Regions from separate parts of the Gossypium hirsutum genome. Here regions 1 and 2 are each linked to region 3. The links are chromatin contacts, called in public Hi-C maps. All regions are on one chromosome and are shown on one strand. Each heading gives the region's core, a stretch centred on a gene start, on an enhancer-like site or on the middle of the called end of the contact. The rest is flanking DNA. Distances are from core to core; before and after follow the strand shown.

Evidence for each region. Hi-C and Micro-C count contacts between places; a contact is called where the count stands out from the background.
Region 1: a contact with region 3 is called in a Hi-C map of leaf, with 3 times the contacts expected there. The contact joins the promoter of LOC107901469 here to the promoter of LOC107901452 in region 3. A contact is called at or near these places in 13 of 34 Hi-C or Micro-C datasets (callus, hypocotyl, leaf and 1 more).
Region 2: a Hi-C map of leaf shows a contact between it and region 3, with 2.6 times the contacts expected there. The contact joins the enhancer-like site here to the promoter of LOC107901452 in region 3. A contact is called at or near these places in 8 of 34 Hi-C or Micro-C datasets (callus, hypocotyl, leaf and 1 more).

The regions. Positions count from the first base shown.
Region 1 is chrD09:18,562,380-18,566,442 of Gossypium_hirsutum_v2.1, forward strand. LOC107901469 (sec-independent protein translocase protein TATB, chloroplastic) reads left to right here and starts at 2,124. Exons shown (of 6, transcript XM_016827493.2): 1 at 2,124-2,601; 2 at 2,690-2,811. The coding sequence starts at 2,382.
Region 2 is chrD09:18,649,709-18,653,289 of Gossypium_hirsutum_v2.1, forward strand. It overlaps the pseudogene LOC107951275. Among protein-coding and RNA genes, the nearest start is that of LOC107951276, 33 kb to the right of the region's middle. Within about 2 kb of position 1,438, at least 9 of the 9 cell types and tissues checked have an H3K27ac peak or open chromatin away from gene starts, as enhancers often do. A contact at or near this core is called in hypocotyl and leaf, where this site is marked.
Region 3 is chrD09:18,431,903-18,435,448 of Gossypium_hirsutum_v2.1, forward strand. It overlaps LOC107901452 (mitogen-activated protein kinase kinase kinase YODA), which reads right to left and starts at 2,010. Exons shown (of 12, transcript XM_041101703.1): 1 at 1,722-2,010; 2 at 79-838. The coding sequence starts at 635.

The DNA of each region.
Region 1 (4,063 bases), core at 874-3,373, 130 kb after region 3:
AAACCAAGAAAGAGGCCAAGTCCCACAAATCTTGTCTTTACCCTCTTTATACCTCTGGTCAGCTTTCTCAAATTTCTGGTAAAGGATCGATGGCATTTTGAACTTTTGAACCAGATGGGGTCACTTCCTTTGTCCCATTGTGGGCAGATCAGGCAAGGCCATCAGGGCAGGCTCAAGTCCATACAATTCAGAGCTGGAAGGAAGAACTATGTAAGCAGAAAATGCAGCATATATGTTCTTTCATATGCTTCAATAAAAACAACAATCATAACCTGGAATGCCACTGTGATTAATTGTATTATTGCCTATAGATGTTGCATCAAATTCAACCCAATGGCAATGACTCCAAATTTGAGATGGTTAAAGTGTACCCCAGATTTGAAACACCACAGGTCTGCTCTCATTCACTATAAAGTTGCCACTAACTCAAGCTAAGAATTTGGGTAACCTTTAACCCGAAGGTCTCATGAATATAACTTTTCTCTAACAAGGTTAAGTCCCAAGTAAAGTCTATTCAAATTTTGTGAACAAAAAAAATAGTCGGAGAGAGCTTTCCTCGCTTTGAGGTCTTGCATTTCGATAATAAAGTCTTACAAAAACAAATCCTGACAGCTACAGTGTCAATAATGATTCAAAACAAACAAAAGCTCCAGCACAAAGTTAAAGAATGAAGAGCAGTAGGGAGTAGGGCTTCCACCATAGATGTCACTCACAGACAACACTATTACATGTAAAAGAATTCTACTCAGATTTGCTATTCTAGAGGTTCGAATCCACTGGCAACTAAAAATCTTTGAATTTCAGGCATCTAGTCTAGGAATGGAAGTTCTGTCATTTGGAATTGGCTTGTATCTACAGATGTTACTCGGACAGGTTTGTTACTTTGTGTTTTTTGCGGCAACTAAGATGGAGCTGAAGCTGAAGTATTATTTTAATTTTTGGTTGCAATCATCTGCATTTGCTGCTTTTTTTAATGTAATAAATGAATGAAAATATGCTCTTTTTATCTCTTACCTGTTCAACAAATACTTTGGCCTTGTTTTGGTATTATATGTTGCAAAGACACGTACCTCTCTATCCTTTTTAAAATATTTGTATTCAACACATAAATTAAATATACTCATACAAAATATATATCCATATTCAACTATCATACTTAGTATCATCCGATCTCCATTACTATGTAGTTTAGAATCTTCAGAGAATTGAAAATATATTCTGATTCTGGATCCTATGTGAAGTTTATTATTTCATTCAATAAATAATTTTAAAAAAAATTTAAGCCACCCTTTTTTTATTATATAATATTATGGTGATAGATGACATGATATAATTTGAACTCTTACCAAAATAGATGTCTAATCAAAACTTTAATCCTTGCTCCATACAAGTAAGTAAATCAAGACAGAACATATTATCCTCTAGTCCTATAATCCATGATTCTATATAATTCATCATTTATATTATATATTATCGTATACTCATATTAAAAAAGGTAAAAAAAAAATCAAAAAATGCATGTCCAGAACGAACCTGGACAAACGCAAGTCTAGGTTCATCTCATCAAAATTCAAAAATCTCAAAACTGAAAACCCTTTTAGATTTACTTTAAAATACACGTGTAGTTGTTAAAATAAGTTTAGAATGAATTTCCAAATTTAGATAAATTTTGGCCCCAATTATTCAAGTTCATTTTGGACATGTATCTTTAGTAAAAAAATTATATAAAATTTCAATAAATTTTTTAATTTTTTATATAGTTATATTTATTTAATAATTTTTTTTAAAAAATCACTATATAAGTCATCCACTCTTTTTTATTTTATTTAATAATGAGGTATAATAATATTATTTATCGATGATATCGATAAATAAAACTTGTGGACCACGGTGTATTAAATATTATTCCTAAGATTAATATGAAAAAGAAAAAGAAAGTATAAGAATCGAATTGAAAATATTACCAATTAATCCAGGGTAAAGGTTATTGAAGAAAGAAAACTGAACGTAACTCATTTTTATCAAACATCGTGGAGAAGCCCTAAAAAATTGGGCTATCTTAAACATGATGTGCCAGCATTTGACTACCTAAATCAAGCCCAGAACTTGGTGATGGCTGATCATGATAGTCAGGTGTCGACCCACATTGAAATGGCCGTTTCAGCCTACAATAAGATCTCCAGAATCCGGATCAAGTGAGCTCCAAAAGAAACCTTCTCTGTAATTGTTGGTATCGTAATCTCCTCGACCATCATTTTCCACATATTGCATTTTTAGACATCTTCCCATTTCAAGATAACCTTGTCCCCTCCCAATTCCATGTCTATGCTCGGAAAAATCTAAGCTCTCCTTAAACTCACTAAAATTATCTATCTCTTCAAATGACCACAATTATGGCCGTCTCAACTTCCGCATTCTTATTCACACCTTCCGTTAGCTCCAAGTCCACTACTTTCTCCTTCTCTCCTTTAGTTTCACATCGCAAATCCTTTCCTTTCCGTTTCACCACGTGGTTTCCTCAGTTGGGTCCATCTTTTTTTTCTCAATGGAGTGGTCTAAAGCATCTGGGCATTTCAATGTCACCAAAATCTCTTAAATTAGGTTTTTTTTTTTTTTTGGTCTGGGTTTCCTCTTTTTAAGATGTCTTTTTACTCTATGCAGTTCATTTATTTTGATTATTGAATTTCAGAAAAAAAAGGAAGATGTAAAGGAAAGGTGGTTCATGCATCTTTGTTTGGCGTTGGAGCTCCTGAGGCTCTGGTTATTGGGGTAGTTGCTTTGTTGGTGTTTGGTCCCAAGGGTCTGGCTGAGGTATGTTCTGCCTTTATATACTAAGGGACAAGTCATTCTCATTTGCATGTTGTTTCAATTATAAGCACCAACCTGTCACTTGCTCCTTTTATGGTTTGTAACATTTGATGATTTTCCAGGCTGTTTGTGTCTATCATATGTTTGTAATGTATGTATTTGTACAGTTCAAGTTTCTAATTTCATGCGGGTATTGGATTTAGATAGGTCCTAAGCTTTGGAAACGTAGGCTTTGTGGCAACTATTTTAAAATATTAATCTCTATTCAACGCTTCAAATATGAATTAATCAACAAGAAGCAAAAAAATTGGTAGAATTTTCTAAGGAGTGCCTGGGAAGTTGGTATGATAAATTGTTGAAACTGAAAATTATTGCTGGTTTAGTGTTGGATTTTATAGACAATACTTAGCTTTGCTTGAAACTGAAATTGATATGGTTTCTTGTCTTATATTAGAATTCAAATGTTCGTTTAAATTATAATCTTAGATGATAGAAAGAATCCTTTTTATTGAAAGCCATTCCCATGACTTAATTTTAGTAAAGAGAAGGAAAATTTTTCGCTTATTTTGAAGAAGTCTTATTTTTTATCAGTTTTTACTCATCTTTCTAGTTTCAAATTTAAAATTGTACTAACTATTCTTTAGTTTATATCTAACTATTGTACTACATCTGTAATAAATAAGCATTTTCCTCATATATAAGACTAGTAACCAAGCGAGGCATTAATGTAGTGTTGTTTGACAAGATAATGATTTTTTTCCCTTGATGCAAAAACATTGTTGTCATTTAAGTCCAATTCATTCCATTGTATTACCCTATTTTAAACTCTTAAGTTCCCCTATCCTTTCAGGGCTCATTCTAATGATGCCTTGATGTATTTAGTGATCCAGATCTTTAAGAATAAGTGTTGTGTCTTTTACCTCAGATCCCTCTTGACATTTTACTAAATGGTTGAATATGTCAAGAAGAATCTAACTTGTGAGGACTGGAGAGTTAAAAGACATTAATTTTGCTATATATCACATTTTATTAATTAGGCTTCAAGTTATTCAAATCGAAGGGATGAATATTTCCTTAGGTATTGTGATAAGGACTGATAATCAATTATTAAATATGCTGTATCCATGATGTCTGATGTACCATAAAGGCATTAAAATAAAACATATAAGTGCTTGGATGCTTTGATTCTTTACGAAGTAGCTGCATTGTATCAAGAATTTATTTACAAGTGCATGGCAGACATTTTGATGCCTTC
Region 2 (3,581 bases), core at 188-2,687, 220 kb after region 3:
TTTAAATAATTAATTTTTTTATAAATTTTATCTTAATACAATAAAATGTATATTTAAAATTTTTAAAATATAACTCTAAATCCTACAAAAATTTTAAAGGTCTGAGATTTAAAAAATAAAATACTAAGGATTTTTTTTAATAGATAAGGGGTGAAATTTTGACCCATTCTCCCTTGAGAGGGATAGCAACTGTAACAGCATACCTATTCCAATGCATAAGAATTAAGTTGCCGGTAGGGCATCGGATGCCTGACAAAAAGGTTTTTATTTCCCACAACATAGAAGCCGATGCTTATGGCCTTCACCAACAAAAACAACAACAACTATTACAATCTCCCATCAACTCCAAAGAGCATCACCATTTAAAACAAAATCATCTTGTCTCGAGAATTAGAAATCATCGCCTCCATCATCATATCCAAGATCATCTTCAACCTTCTCCGCCACTTCATCTTCGAAATGATCCTCCAGCGCATCCACGCCCTCCGCTAATGCCAGTCCACCCAAAGCCCCTGCAACCGCACCCACAGCCAATCCTGTCCCCATCCCTCCGAACTTACTCTTCTTCTTCTCCACTTGCCCGTAGTACCCACCACTTCCTTCACCGTACGCCGGCCGAGCATTGTAATTGTACGCACTGTAGGGATACCCAGAAGGTGGGGCTGCATAGTAAGGACTTTGTGGTGGTGGCGGCTGAGCGTATGGGTAAGGAAAACCATAAGTTGGCGGAGCTCCTGGGTAGGCTCTTGAATCCTGTGCTGGGACCCCGTAGGGTGGGGCCCGGTACGGATCGGGATCATGATAGCGTGGCTCTCGGATCAAAACTCTAACGTCAACATTTCCTTGAGGTCTCCCAGAGGGTCGCTTCAGCTTGAGCGTTTTCTCGTGGCTTACTTCGAAGCCGGCCTTATCAAGGACTTTTCGGAGCTTGATCTTACCTGAGCCAATGAGTGGTTTGGTGTGCTCCTCGGAACCGGCGTGGACGACGTCGATGAAGAGAATGGTGTCGTCGTCCACGGGACCAGCAGGGAGAGGGATGACCAGAGTTTAGTCCCATATGGGACAAGTGTCACCCTCCTCATCGACTTTGGTGGAGCACTTGTTCTTTGGGTCCACCCACAAGACGACGTACGGCCTGATTGGGCCGTGACGCCAATTGACGTTTTTGAGATCTTTGGCGGAGGAGAGGGTCACCTCTATTTCACGGGGAGAGGCCATTAATATGCTTCTTAATCAAGGTGGAGATGAGTAAAATGGATCTGGTTTGGTTTTGGAGTATGACCAAACAAGGTGATGACTCAAGTATATATAGGTTCTAGGAAAGAGGTTTTTATGACATTAAACGTAATCACCAGATTGACCTTTTCATCTATATGGGGAATGGGAACTGGGGAAGGAAATACTTAGAGAAGGACATGGACATTATGGTCTAAACAAAGGGTGAGACTGGGGAAGGGATTAACAAGAGGTGGGGTAGCTGGGTATTCTTAATTGCTTAAATGTGAATTTGAGAGAGAGACAGGTGCCGACTTTGAATTGCACAATGACAAATATTATTACCAAACATGGAGCATGCACATATCCTTCATGATCTTCTACACGCCCCTATAATTTTTCTTTTGGTAATAAACATCCCTACATTATTAACAATTTACCTTTAAGGGATTTTTATTAAAATTATATTAACTTATTACTTTTTTTTTCAAATTAACATGGGTTGGAAATTTTTAATAAAATGATATGTTTTAAACAGTAAAAAATTGCAGACGCTTCTAAAAGCCTAAGGGCTTGTTTGATTGGTGTAAAATATTTTTCGGAAAATATTTTTCGAAATTTCCTGTGTTTGTTTTGTGGAAAATGAATTCCCATATAAAAATATTTTACAAACACGGTAAAATCCGAAGCTTTTTTTGGAAATTGTCTTACCCATTTCTCTACCGTAAGACATTTTCCTTTCTCCTTTCTCTTCTAAGCAAATTTTCTTCCACATCTTCATCTCCGTTCATCACCTCCCCTCACCATCTCCGTTCGTCATCTCCGTCGACCGTCGGCCTTACTTCTATTTTGAAGAAACCCTAAAAAATTGGCAGGCACAGTCAAGAAAAGAAAGCCCAGAAGCAGTGGTTCTCTCTCTGTCATCAACAGGTATTTTTTCTGTTAATTTTCACTGATTTGATTCCTAGATCGGGTCTGGTTCTTGCTTTTCTTGGTTTTCATCTTTGTTGTTGATTTATATTTTGCCCTCTTTATACATAATGTTTTGTGTAGAGAATGAGTATATATGTTGTATCATGTTGAATAGGAATATATAATTGAACCTATTTTACTTTTCTTTTCCCAGTTGGTTGTGGAAAGAATGTTGGCTTCTGAAGGAATAAAAAGGGTAGAAGTGGGCGGAGATGAATTTGAAAAACAAGTTTGGGAGTGGAAAGAGAAGTATGTCTTCCCTTAAATTATTTGCATACTTGGTTTTTCTGCTGTTCTTTGCTGATTTTGAATCTGTTACTTTGTACATATCATCTATTGTGTTTTTGTTGTTTATGAAGAAATGGCTTGGGGGGGTTCTCCACAACTTCAATAAATTCTACTTCTTCTCATTCCAAATATTGATACTTATGGAGTTTTATTGCTTTAACCGTTGCTTAATTTCTGGTGTTTATTGTTCATATTTGACCATTAAGGTTTCATATAGGTACTATTTTGTTTTGTATGTTTTATCTATTTTTTGTTCATTGCTGGTCTTTTTTCTTTTCAATTTCAGGTATGGTGGGATCATTACTAATCAAATTAAGAGACTTGGGGCTTCTTGTGACTAGACTAGAGAATGTTTCACCCTCGATGAGCAGCTAAATCGTAAGACAAGATTTTTATCTAGTAAAAGTGAAATCTAGCTAATGTTCAAAGTCTTTAAATTATGTGTAAAGTTCCAATCTGTGACATGTTTTACTTGTTACCTCATTTGTTTTCTTTGCATTGTACATATGGCAGTAATAATAGTAGTGATAATCATAGAAGTAATAATTAGGCGCCTACATTTGTTCAAATAACAGTAGGGTAAGTTTGTGTTCTGAACTTGCATTCCTATTGCAGGAGCTATTATAGAGGCATTTATTAGACTTCACGAAAAAGGATTAATTTATCAAGGTATATGCCAAAATTTCATTGTTTACTATCATGTTTCACTTCCCTAACTGATATTTAGCATGTTTATTTTCTCATTTGATCATAATATTCTATCTTCCTGATGTATATGGTATTGCTCAATGTGCAGATTCCTCACTTGAGACCTGCGGAATACAAGAGGTCTAGGTTACCTAGGAATAGGAGGACTGTGAACCGTGCCTATGGTGGTGTGTTATCTGGCAGTGCAGTCAGGGAGAGGTGTGCTTTGATCTATTCGCAAATAATATTAATAGTTCATGCCTTAGTAATTTTTCTTCTTTTTAGGACAATGACAGATGCTTCAAATGTGAATTATTTTGACCTTAACACTTGTTGAATAATTTACGAAAATGTCAATGGTTTTTTATAGGATTATTTGGGCCTTTTTGGTTGAAGAACAGAAGATAGTGAAGAAGGTT
Region 3 (3,546 bases), core at 760-3,259:
AACATAAAATAATACAATACCATGCTTGGGCAATAAGAAATCCTCATTCTAGCACGAACAAGACAGAGATAGGCTTACCTGGAAGGGCTGTTTGCCGCAATCCTAGTCCCATTGTCATAATCAGTTGCTTGCAGACTACGATGATGTGCGTCGGTGGGATCATCACTTTCAGCTGAGCTCTCACTGAAAACTGAAGCAGTAACACAATCTCCATCTGTATCATTAGGATTTAGCCTATGACGTATGCATGCAGGTCTTGGGAGAGGCAGAAATAATGATGACTTGGAGCCTTTTTCTGGCCTTGATTTTGATGATATGCCAATTCCAGAGTCTGTACGACCCACTATTGCAGGATGCAGATCAGGAAGTGGCAGCGGCTGAGCATGAGGCCTTTGGACAAAACTTTGACACCTAGACACCTGTTTAGAAGGTGAAGGAGACCTAGATTCTGGTCGGGATTGAGATCCCTTTTCTGAAATTGTGTCATTGCCATGTCTACGAGATACTCCTGATCTACTGTTTGGTTTACCTTCTGAAGGAATCTTAAATTTCCGGTGTAAGGTATCAATGAAACTTTCCTTGTTTGTTTTCTTCTTCACTTCTTTGGATGATGACTTTCCCCACCAAGAAGGCATGTTTCAAATTTTTTTGACCTGAGATACCACTTGGCAAAGTGTTCCTAAAGCAAATCCATTTCCAAATACCGAAACTGTAGAGCTCAACGACAATAAAGGATCCGGTTCTTTAATACAATCAATTCAAAATAGTGAAGCTTTGAAGAATTCTGGATTGTGAGCTAGAATCCTATGAGCCTCACAACCAGCACCGTAACTTGAATCTGCAGACAAAAAAGAAAATAGAAGTGCGGAGGAAAGACTAAATGCTTAGTTTTTGTCAAAACCTTTGCATAAATGCTCAACAACCATCACAATATCACAGTCATAGTCCATACCACACACGAATTACCTACTTTGAGTACTTAGACAGGAAAATCAGTTAATGCATCTTTGTCTATCTTCTACAACAACAAATTTCATCGGATAGAAACAACAATCTTCAGAAAGCATGCCTCAAAGAAACCACGGTATCTCATTTTCTTCATTAAAGGAATAGACTACATGGTATGCATGCCACTAAAAGATTCAGAACAGATGTTATCAGAAATCTGGAAAAAGTTCTCTTAAACCTCAGTCCCTACTGCCTTCAGCCTTTGGTGTTCCTCAGATAACTACTTTAGGTCCCAAAAGAACCAGGTTCAGACTGTTGCACTTCTACTTCTTCGAAAACACCGAAAGAGGACAACATTTTGATTTCACCAATGTAAATAAATGAGAAACAATGAAAAGAAATCACATCCTTTTTCTATAACAATAAACAAACTCAAATTCAATCCCTATCTGAAACAAGCATCTCCCAAAATCCATATTACAACCCAAAAACACAATATTGTGAATCTCAAACCTTTTTTTTTGTTGAGACCGTGATTTAATACTCAACTTTTTCTTTTTCCTCCCCAATTTTCTCCGAAACCAAACAAAAATTACGATCTGAAAACTTCTCGAAACCGTAAGTTCCAACCAACAGATCTACATACGAACTCCAAAACCATATTAGAAAAAAAAAACTCCAATGAACACCAAAATTAACTGAAAAATAAAAGGTAACATATATTGCTAAACACCAAATAAAACAAAACAAATAAAAAGGAAAAAGGAACTTACTTCACATGCTTGGAGCTACGAATCTGAGCTCCATCCCACTGATAAATTTGCGAAATTTTGGTTTATATCATCGCAAGCTAAGAAGCAAAAAGCATAACAAAATATTTAAAATAAACCCTAGAAATCTAAATTGAAAGAGATGAAATTTTCAAAATTTTTAACTTTAAAGTTTTTAGCTTTACAGAAATTGTGAGTCAGTTACTAGATCGCGTAGAGAGAGATTGACAGAAAGGGAGAGAGAGAGAGGATGTCTGAGTTAAGAAATGGAGTTGTCTGAACGTTAATATTATAAATAAATAAATTTTATTAATCATAAATAAATAATAATAATTAAGTAAGACTAGCTGCAGCAGTAAGTTTCCACGTACAGTTTTTTTTTTTTAATTTCTTCTTTGTACGATCGTTTAAACTCACGAGAATAACAATATTTCTTTTTCTCAAAAAAATCTATTTTTTAACTTTAAAAAGCAATATATTTTCTATTAGTTTTAAATTTATTTAAAATATTTTACTCTATATCTTAACTTCTATTGCCCTATTATAAAAATTTGTATTGAAGTTTAATTTACATTAAAAATAAAAATAGATTTTAAAATTATAAGGATTGAACAATTAATATATTTCTTAATTTAATTATTTATGAAATTTGTAATAATTTTTAAAATATATAAATGAAACAATAAGTATCCATATATGATATATGTAAATTCAACAATTATTAGTATGAAAAATTATGCCAGTTGAGTGGTAACGTAATTAGCATAATTGTTATTATAATAGGAAGACACAACTAAAATGCGTTTAAACATATTTTTCTTAAACATTCTTAAAAAATTATTAGTAGTAAAAAAAGGTATGATTCAAATTTTTATTTCTTGATGAAGTGAGAAGAAATAATTAAAGAAAAGAAAATGTGATGTAGTGGAATTAATGAAATAGATTTTTATTTGGATGCTAGAAGAGAAAACAAATTAACTGACTTATTTTTTTTCTCCCATCATTAATGGAAGAGAATTTCGTTTTTATTTCTTCAAACCTGCATGCATTAAAAAACAAATATATTTCTTTTTTTATTTTGGTGCTTTCTTTCATGGAAAATTATTTTATTCATTCCGTTTTTTTTCTTTTTATGTTATGAAAATACTTTATTTTTATCAGTTCTAGGTTTTCATTAGTGAATTTTGAATAGTATCTCCTTTTTGTAAAAGCTTAATAATCATTGATTGAAATTAGAATTTTTATATTATAAATTTTGACAAATTCGGGGGTTCAAATGGTAGAATGTCAAGTTAGGTTGTAATTTTTTTTATCATTAAAAAACTTAGAGTGGAATAGAAAAAGACAGCTTTAGTTTCACATTTGCTGAAAATTAGTGTGATATTTCATTAGTAAAATTAACTTTATTCAAATACATTATATTTGAAAAAAGAAATGCATATGACACAGATATAATATATTTAATACATGATGTAAGACTATTGTATTCATGCTGAAAATCTACTTTCTCTCTCTCTCTCTCTATATATATATATTTTTTATAAATAATTAAATTAAACGATTTTCATTGTTTGAAAGAAAAAAAAAGATTATTTATTTATTTTGTAGTAGTATTAGTTTATCTTATTATTTTCACGCTGAAACGGTAGTAACGATGCATGGGTTTGAGTGTGGAAAAATTCAAAGCCTCCAAATTTAGACCTGCCTCTGGCTGATTGCCGCTCTAAAATTAATTAAGCTTTTGACGATAGTATCCAAGTCAATTTAACCTAATCTAACCACACGCACCATATTTTTATGGTCCACTCTTCCATGCACTTCTTCTGAA